Linked DNA regions of Gossypium hirsutum: region 2 is linked to region 1. The links are chromatin contacts, called in public Hi-C maps. All regions are on one chromosome and are shown on one strand. The core of a region is the stretch at or near the end of the contact, and the rest is flanking DNA. Distances in the headings are between cores, read along the strand shown.

Evidence for each region. Hi-C and Micro-C count contacts between places; a contact is called where the count stands out from the background.
Region 2: a contact with region 1 is called in a Hi-C map of leaf, with 1.7 times the contacts expected there. The contact joins the enhancer-like site here to the promoter of LOC107949701 in region 1. A contact is called at or near these places in 12 of 34 Hi-C or Micro-C datasets (anther, callus, hypocotyl and 2 more).

Annotation. Positions count from the first base shown.
Region 1 is chrD03:41,764,512-41,768,639 of Gossypium_hirsutum_v2.1, reverse strand. LOC107949701 (calmodulin-binding protein 60 A) reads left to right here and starts at 1,879. Exons shown (of 7, transcript XM_016884434.1): 1 at 1,879-2,017; 2 at 2,668-2,746; 3 at 4,111-4,128. The coding sequence starts at 1,962.
Region 2 is chrD03:41,836,038-41,840,165 of Gossypium_hirsutum_v2.1, reverse strand. It overlaps the pseudogene LOC107949698. Among protein-coding and RNA genes, the nearest start is that of LOC121215647, 15 kb to the right of the region's middle. Within about 2 kb of position 1,860, at least 9 of the 9 cell types and tissues checked have an H3K27ac peak or open chromatin away from gene starts, as enhancers often do. A contact at or near this core is called in hypocotyl and leaf, where this site is marked.

The DNA of each region.
Region 1 (4,128 bases), core at 630-3,129:
ATGTGTTTCAGCATAATCAATTTGAACATACGCGTGCTTGAAAACGTAGTGGCAGCCAAAAAGCTTGCTAGATGAACTCGCTTTCTATCTGCCACCATTCAAAGCCTGCCAAAGTGCCTTGATCCTTGGAATCTTGGGTAAGATTTGAGGCACATCATTCAAATATTCGATGAAAACGCCTCTTCTATGACGTGTTTTCAACCATAAGTTGTTTTTTCCTTTTCAATCTCACCCCTCCCCCGCGCCTATAAAAAGGGTCTCTCCTTTCATACTCCATCATACCTAACCATCATCTTTCTCAACCATCATCCTTCCACTTTAAAATATTTCTCTCTCTCAGTTTTCTTCCCTACTTTAGTGGTCAAAATTTTCGTCAATAATATTTATTCCTATTTGAGGTATTCTTGAGTTTCGGTGATGTGATATTGTTCCGAGACACACATTTCATATATCCTGCCAAGATGAGACTATTACCTCAGAAACCTATCCTGTGGAAGTCAGGTTCCGGGGTGACGATGCTTTATATGGTCACGGGTCAGAGTATAACTGGGGAGCCACTTAACAGTTGTTATGTGGGCACGAGCTCAAACTTTTTAGACACCCGAAGATTTTGCCTTATAAATACCATACAAAATTTTAAAGACATAACCATAAGGAAAAACTGTGGGGCTTCCCGCTATAATCGGCGCAATTTTTTTTCTCCATTTCCATGCAGTCGATATCTTTAACCTTCCTTCTTAGAAGAAGGTCAGCATTGTCGTGGACGTAGGAGGACTCTTCGGCGGGCAATGACTATTTCGATGGAGTAAAGGTGATGCTCTTTTTAGTTAGTAAAAAATCATTAATAACTACAACTGTTGTAGCACCGACTCAAGTTTGACTTTTACTCCACCTGAACATTCGTTTTTCGCTTGAGAGCCCTCTTGTGTCAACCTCGATGCCAACCCTCAGATAAGAATGAAAGGTTAAAGATATCAACTGCTTGGAAATAGAGAAAAAAATTACATTGATTACATCGAAAAGCCCTTCATTTTTTCCTATGATTATGGCATCAATCTTATGTATGGTATATATAAGGCATCATTTGCGGGTATCCAAAAAGCTTGAACTCGTGACTGCATAACGACCGCCAACTGACCCCCAGTTATACTCAAACCTGTGACCGCATAACGACCGTTGACTAGGACCTCCACTTAGACTTCAACCCGTGATTGTATCAAGCATTGTCACCCTGAAAGCTGACTTATATAAGATGAATTTCTTAGGTAATGGTCCTATCCTGACATGACATATGAAGTGTATGTGTTTTGAGATACGTTTTTGTATCCCCAATCTTTCAAATCTACCTATAAACTTTCACAGTTTCACTCTCAAAACCTTAAACCCAATAAAAACCCTAATTCTTAAACAAAAAAATCTAACCTTAATACCAACCTTAACCCTAAAAAATCATAAAAAAAATTGATGGCTGAGGAGAGTGTGTGTAAACGTGTCTTGCTAGGCGCGCTTTCACAAACAGTCTTCAAAATTGACCTATTTTCCTAAATCTTAAAAAAACGACCTATTTAATCAATTAAAAAACCACATATATTGCCTATTTAACCTATATATGAAATAGGAAGAATAAATAAACAAATTAAAATCAATTATGTTAAACAAGCTAATAGAAAAAGAAAATAATTTTTTAAGTCTCGAGGCTAATTTAAAATTTAATAGATAATTTAGGAAAATCAAATTTCCTTTCTTCCAATAATTCCCTAGTAAAAAGAGAAAGGACAGCACATCATGTTTATAGATTTGTTTAGTTCCAAAACGGGGTCAGTGGGGTCCCACATTCAGACGGATATCCTTTGGTTACATATAAACACACAACACAGAAACACAACCACCTACCCAAGCAGTTAAAGTGTTAAACTCAGACGAGAGAGAGAGAGAGAGAGAGAAAGGGCCAATACAGGATCATGAAAGAGATTCAGGGTGAAGAAGCATCCCAGACACAGCCAAATTCAGACAATGGGTAGGAAAGTGGGATGGGAAAAAGGGTTTTAACTCTTGCTTCTTCTTTTTTTCCACTTTTGGATTTACTCTTTGATTATCATTTACTGATGAATGAATAAATAAATAGTATCTCCTCCTGCTGGTTTCCTTTTCAATTGAAGTGCCGCATGTTGGGTTCTTTAGTGTTTGTGAATGAACCTCATCACCATCCAAACAGCTTAGCTTCTGGGGGTGTTTTCATTGTTGGAGTTAATAGTTTTAACAATGTCTCATAAGAGACCCCAAGAAGATAGTACTAAGGGTCGACCCTCAGAAGCCTTTACTCCTGATCAGGATAAACGGAGAAGGGTTCCTACATTGAGAAAGTACACGCCTTTCCTTTCTTACCTTAATTTCATTCTTCTTTTTTCCCTTATTGATGCATAATTTGGGGTTTTCTTGTTAGGTATATTTAAGTTTAAATGAGTGAATATTTGTACTGAGTTTATTTCTTAGTAAAGTTGTTGGCTGATATTGTAACCAATTAAAATAACTGAATTAGGCATTTGGTTGAACCTCACTTACACCTATCCATGTGTTGTGATGAATTGGTAATATAATCCATCTAATATTATGCATTATTTTTATAGTGTTTCTTCTGGTTGCTAATCTGTTTGTAAACGATGGTAGTGTGGTTCAGGAGGTGATGAAGTTGCAATCAGTCCAGCATTTGCTGGAGCCAGTTTTGGAGCCATTAATTCGTAGGGTGGTATGTTTCTTTCTTTAATCATGTTATTTCAAAAGTGCTCCTACATTATTTATCATTTTCCTGCATATAATAGGTGTAGATTTTTATTTACATGGTAAAAGAGAGTATTAGTGAGCTTGCCTTTCTCAAGAGTTGAAATCATAAATTACCGTGTCCTATGCTTAATGAGGTTTAGTTTAGCAGTTATTATAGTCCACGCTGCTTGGACACGGGAGTAAAAAATTTTGGATACGGTTACACATACAGCGCTGACATTTGCATGTTGCAGTTTTTTCCTTAAGGCTTTCCTTATAATTGGAAGGCCTAAACTTATTACCCAACAATGGGGAATTAAGCCAAAGTTTTCAGTCCTTAAGGGAGCACACCAAAGGGGCCTATATATAAATGTTGGATGTCACTGATAGTATATCGCCTACCAGGTATTGTACTCTACCTTTTGGGAACTTAGTGACATGGAAGAATAAAAGAACAGACAGTGGTGGCAAGATCAAGTGCAGGGGCAGAGTTTAGGGTTATGACCCAACGCATTTGTGAACTCTTGTGGATAAAGATCATCTTGGATGATCTTAAGGTTAAATGGAATGAGTCAATGAGGTTGTATTGTGACAACAAGTTGGCTATTAGTATCACCCACAATCCAGTTCAACGTGATAGAGCCAAACATATTGAAATAGATGGACACTTTATAAGGAGAAGTTGAGAATGGAGAATCTCATTGATCCTTACATCTCCACTTCGTGTCAATTAGTTTTAGTTTGGAGGTTTAACTATATTATTGAAAGTATGTTTTCAGTCTGATGATCATAGCTTAGCCATTAACCCCATTAAGATTTGTTGGACCATATACACCTTTGTGTTTAGCAACAAAATTGGTTGTCTTCATGTGTCTTGGGAACATATTTCCTCGACTTAGCTGTCTTTTTCTCTAGTTATTTCACTTAAGCTTTGAGATCAGATAGGAAGCATGATAAAACAAAACTGAAGGTGTAAACTGAATTTGTCATAGAAAACAGACAGTTGGCCTTTCTAAAATAATTGAAACTCTTGATACTCGATTCTATGTCTGTCATACAGATATGTCTTGTATGCTTTTCAGTTCAACACATTCTCTTGGCATCTTCACTCAACCTTTCTGTGAATGTTATATCAATGCTATTTTGCTTCACTGGATGGACATGCTGCCTAATATTGTTGTGTTTTTCATTGTCTTTTTCTAATGCCGATGCTATTGTGTCTGACATCTAATTTCAAAGTTATTCTGGGAAAAGCGAGCAAAAACTTGTATTCTTATCCATCGGTGGCAAGCTCCCATATATTTTGGTAGTTCTTTATCATATGTACATTAACTATGTTATGTTCCTTAGGTCAAAGAGGAAGTTGAA
Region 2 (4,128 bases), core at 611-3,110, 72 kb before region 1:
ACTTAACAAAAATAATAATACATTAATAAAGACAGTTAAACCAGAACTAGGAAATAATGTAAACAAATTTGGAAATTTCCAAAACTTAGAATTACACATTCCTAATGCCTTTTGGAATAGGGAAAAACATGAAGTAACATTACCATATGAAAATGATTTTGATGAAAGACAAATTCCAACAAAAGCGAGACCAATATAGATGAACAAATAAATGGAAGAATTTTGTAAAAAAGAAATACAAGACATTCTCAATAAAAAAATTAATCAGAAAGAGCAACTCTCCTTGGAGTTGTTCAATGTTTTATGTGATGAAAAATGCAGAATTCAAAAGAGGAGCATGATTTTTCTTAAGCCTTTCCTACAAAAGCTTACATAATTTGCTAAGATCAGGATAAAAACTATAACATAATTAAAGCTACTTAAGAATCTTTGTAGTTGGACTTTATCAAGGATTTGATTTGAAAATTTGTTGGCAAATTCTATAGATCTTTCTATTGGAATAATGGTCCGTTGGGTTACATAATAACCTAAAAACCTTAATCTAGTTTTAAAAAAACTAATATTGAATTTAGATACTACTAAACCATTATTATTATTATTTATTATAAATTTGACAAAATGGATAAGTATTTGAAGTGTTTTTCTAATTTTTTAGAAAACTCTAGTACATCATCAATGTATATTATTGTAAATTGAGAATATGGATAAAAAATATCATTATTCTTTGGAATTCAATGGAGCATTTTTTAGTAGTGGATTCTAGTAGAATTTTATTAATCTTTTGTTCTATTTCTTTATCTAGATTTAAATTATTAATCTTTCTCTTAATCTTGTAATATTTTGAGACGTGTCCTAGTTTTTCATATCTATAAAATTTTATTGTTTTATCTATTTTGATTTTTGTTGTTTATTTTCTTTTTAATATTTCCTATATTTTGGCTTTTTATAATATTCTGACATATTCTTTCTTCTATTTTTTGATTTTACAGGACAACTTGTTTTTAAGGAAGAAGACTCACTTCTAATGTCAAATTGTCGGCAAAATGATCTCAATTCCTTCCTGCATTGCTATATTTATTTTTTAAGTTGTTTTTGCAATTTTAAATATTGTCAGATTTTTAATTCTTCCTTTTGAGTGAAATTAATTAGTTCACCATATGTAAGTTTTTCATGGGAATAATACCTTAAATGCCAAGATTAGTCATTGATTACAAATCTCTCAATAATTTTAATCTAATATTTAAAAACCCTAATTTATGGAAATAGGGTTCCAAAATTATTTTTTTCGGCACCACTAAAAATTGGACTGTTATAAAAATAGAATAAAATGGTTGATTGGACTAGGAATCAATCAAGATATTGGTCTCAAGAGAGGGGTTAAATTAGTAGACTTATGAATCACTCAAAATCAATTGAACTTATTTTCTCTATTTTTAAATATTTTTATAAATTTTTTAATAATTTATTTAATTAAATAAAATGATTTGATGGAATTGAACTGAAAATTAGTCATCATCATTGGATTCTCAAAATCTTGGTTACTATTTCCCTAACGATTGAATCAAAACCAGTAGGTGGCCATATTAAATTTTCTGTTTTAGACTGAAAGGCCAAACTCCTTTCAATCTTGCCTATGAACTTTGTTTTGATTCAAAGCCTATGAGCTTAATAGAGTCTTCTTTTAAGGCATTATTAGTATACTATATACTTACCATATAATGGATCTGCACATGAGAAACTTCTGCCCAGTCATAAACTAACCTAACTTGAATTTGATTGGAACATGTTGGCCCCTGCTTTGACTGTTCCCCCACAAAAGTCTCACTTTTTGCTCCATTGGCTCCTGGTTTTAGGGCATCCTAGTTCCCTTCCCCACTTGATCTTCCTTTTTTCTAATTCCCCAAACTACCCACACCCTTCAATAATGGGCTCCTCAATTTTTCTCAAAACGTTGCCAACTTTCTGAGGTCAAAACCGTCTTTTCAATAAAAACCGTGTAGGTTCATCAAAAACCAGGTGGAAAATTGATCTAGCCAACACTTCTCTCCTCTCTTTACCTTGTCTGTAAGCAATTTGAGTGAAGTTTCTACCATATTTCTGCTTTAATTATTAGAGATGCAAAAACCAAAAAACAATGAATGAATGTTATGTTAGCTAAATTGTTTTCCTTTAAACGTGTACTTAAGAATCCGTAGTTTCCTGAAAACATAACAGGAAAAAAAAAATTCTGCTTCATATATATAAGAAGGGAAAAGAAAAAAAAGAGAAAGAAAGCTTAGCGTACAAAGTAAGTTGGCATTTGTTTTCCTCATTCAATTCAATCTTAACTTGCCTATACATTTCTGAATTCTTATAAAAATTTCTCATTTCACTCTTTTTAAAAAAAAACTGGTTTGTTTGATTTTTTTTTCCTGCTACTTTTTTTGCTGGAAAACTTTATCGGTGGTGTGGGGTAACAATAACATGATTCATTATTGACTTTAATGCCTTTTCATTTGATTTTGCTTTGAAGTTTGTCAAAAGGTTTTTTCTTTCCCACAAAAGGTTCTTTCTTTCTCAGTAAGAACCTTCTTTTCTTGCTCAGTATTTTGGTGATGCAATTAGTAATTCCTCCTTGTTTCCCACATTTCAGCTTTCTCTTACATTGCAAGAAATCTTTTGTTAAGACTTCATCATCTTCTTCATCTTTAATTCCATTTTATTTGTTCCTTGCCTATAGCCAGGTCGCTCCCATCTATTTATTTTTCTTCGTTTTATTAGCTCTATATTAGTAGCTGAATATGTCACTGGTTCACTCTTTTGGCCTTGAGGATCATCTTGTTTCGCTTTCTTTTTCTCTAGTTTCTTGTTGTTTAGTTACTTTTTTCAGAATTTGGGATCTGGATGGTTCTCAGATTTAGTAGTTTGCTCTTGCTGATCTTAAGAATTATTTTATTTTATAGAGAGAAAAGGAGAGTGAAAGAGGGAGATCATGGCAGCGGGAGGAGCTCCAGCAAAAGCAGTTGAGCCACAACCACATCCACCGAAAGAACAGTTGCCCAACATTTCTTATTGCATTACGAGTCCACCTCCATGGCGTAAGTTCCATCTAACCTGCTCTTCTTTTTTTCCCCCTTTTATTGGTTTTGTGAGAGCTTAGATTCCAAATTCTATGTTCAGTATATCAGGTATTATATTAGATTTTTGGTTGCTTTACGGTATGATTCTTGTGAATCCCAGGGGATGTTTTAGGTAGACTTTGGTGTTAGTCACTGTTTTGGAGTATATACTTCTCTAACTTTTTTAGCTGAAAGTAGCTTTTTTGGGTTCTTTCGGTTTAATACCCCTTTTTTGGAAAAGTGAAAAGCCACTCTTCCCCCCCCTAAAAAAAACTTACTTTTAATGTGTGTGTGTGTGTGTATATATATATATTTAAAAAAAAATTGTTTTTCTCTGTGTATCTGTGGTAATTAAGGATGGTACTTCTAGTCATATGATTATTGATTTGATTAGAGTTAATCTGAGGCCAACTTCTATTTGCTAATTGGCTTTCTTTTGGTTTAATTTTGCTTAGCATTTCCCTCTACTTTTTGGTCCTTCTATTTGTCTTTAACCTTTACTTCCTTCTCAATCCTTGCTGTCATCAATTTCTGTGGGATCTTCCTATTTCTACTTCAGGCATTTTAGGAATTTTCATTTATTATCTTGATGTGGATCGAAGACTTGAAATTCCTATTGTGTTTATGCATTCACTTTGCAATTATGTGATTAACTGCTATTATCATTGGCATTTGTTGGCTGGTAGGAAATAATTGCAACTAATCTCTTGACATTTTGGTCTGGTATTTGATGCAGCCGAGGCTATCCTTCTTGGTTTTCAGCATTATCTTGTGATGCTTGGCACAATAGTGATCATTCCCTCTTCTCTTGTTCCCCAGATGGGAGGTGGAAATGTAGGGCCCCCAAAAATGAAAAATTAATCAAACATGAAGAATCAACAATGTTTACTTAGTTTGATTACTATGGTAATTTGGGCGGACATAATAATTTCAATCATGTTATTGCAATGGCATTTATAGGAGGAGAAAGCAAAGGTGATCCAGACACTACTCTTTGTTGCTGGTTTGAACACATTGTTGCAGTCACTGT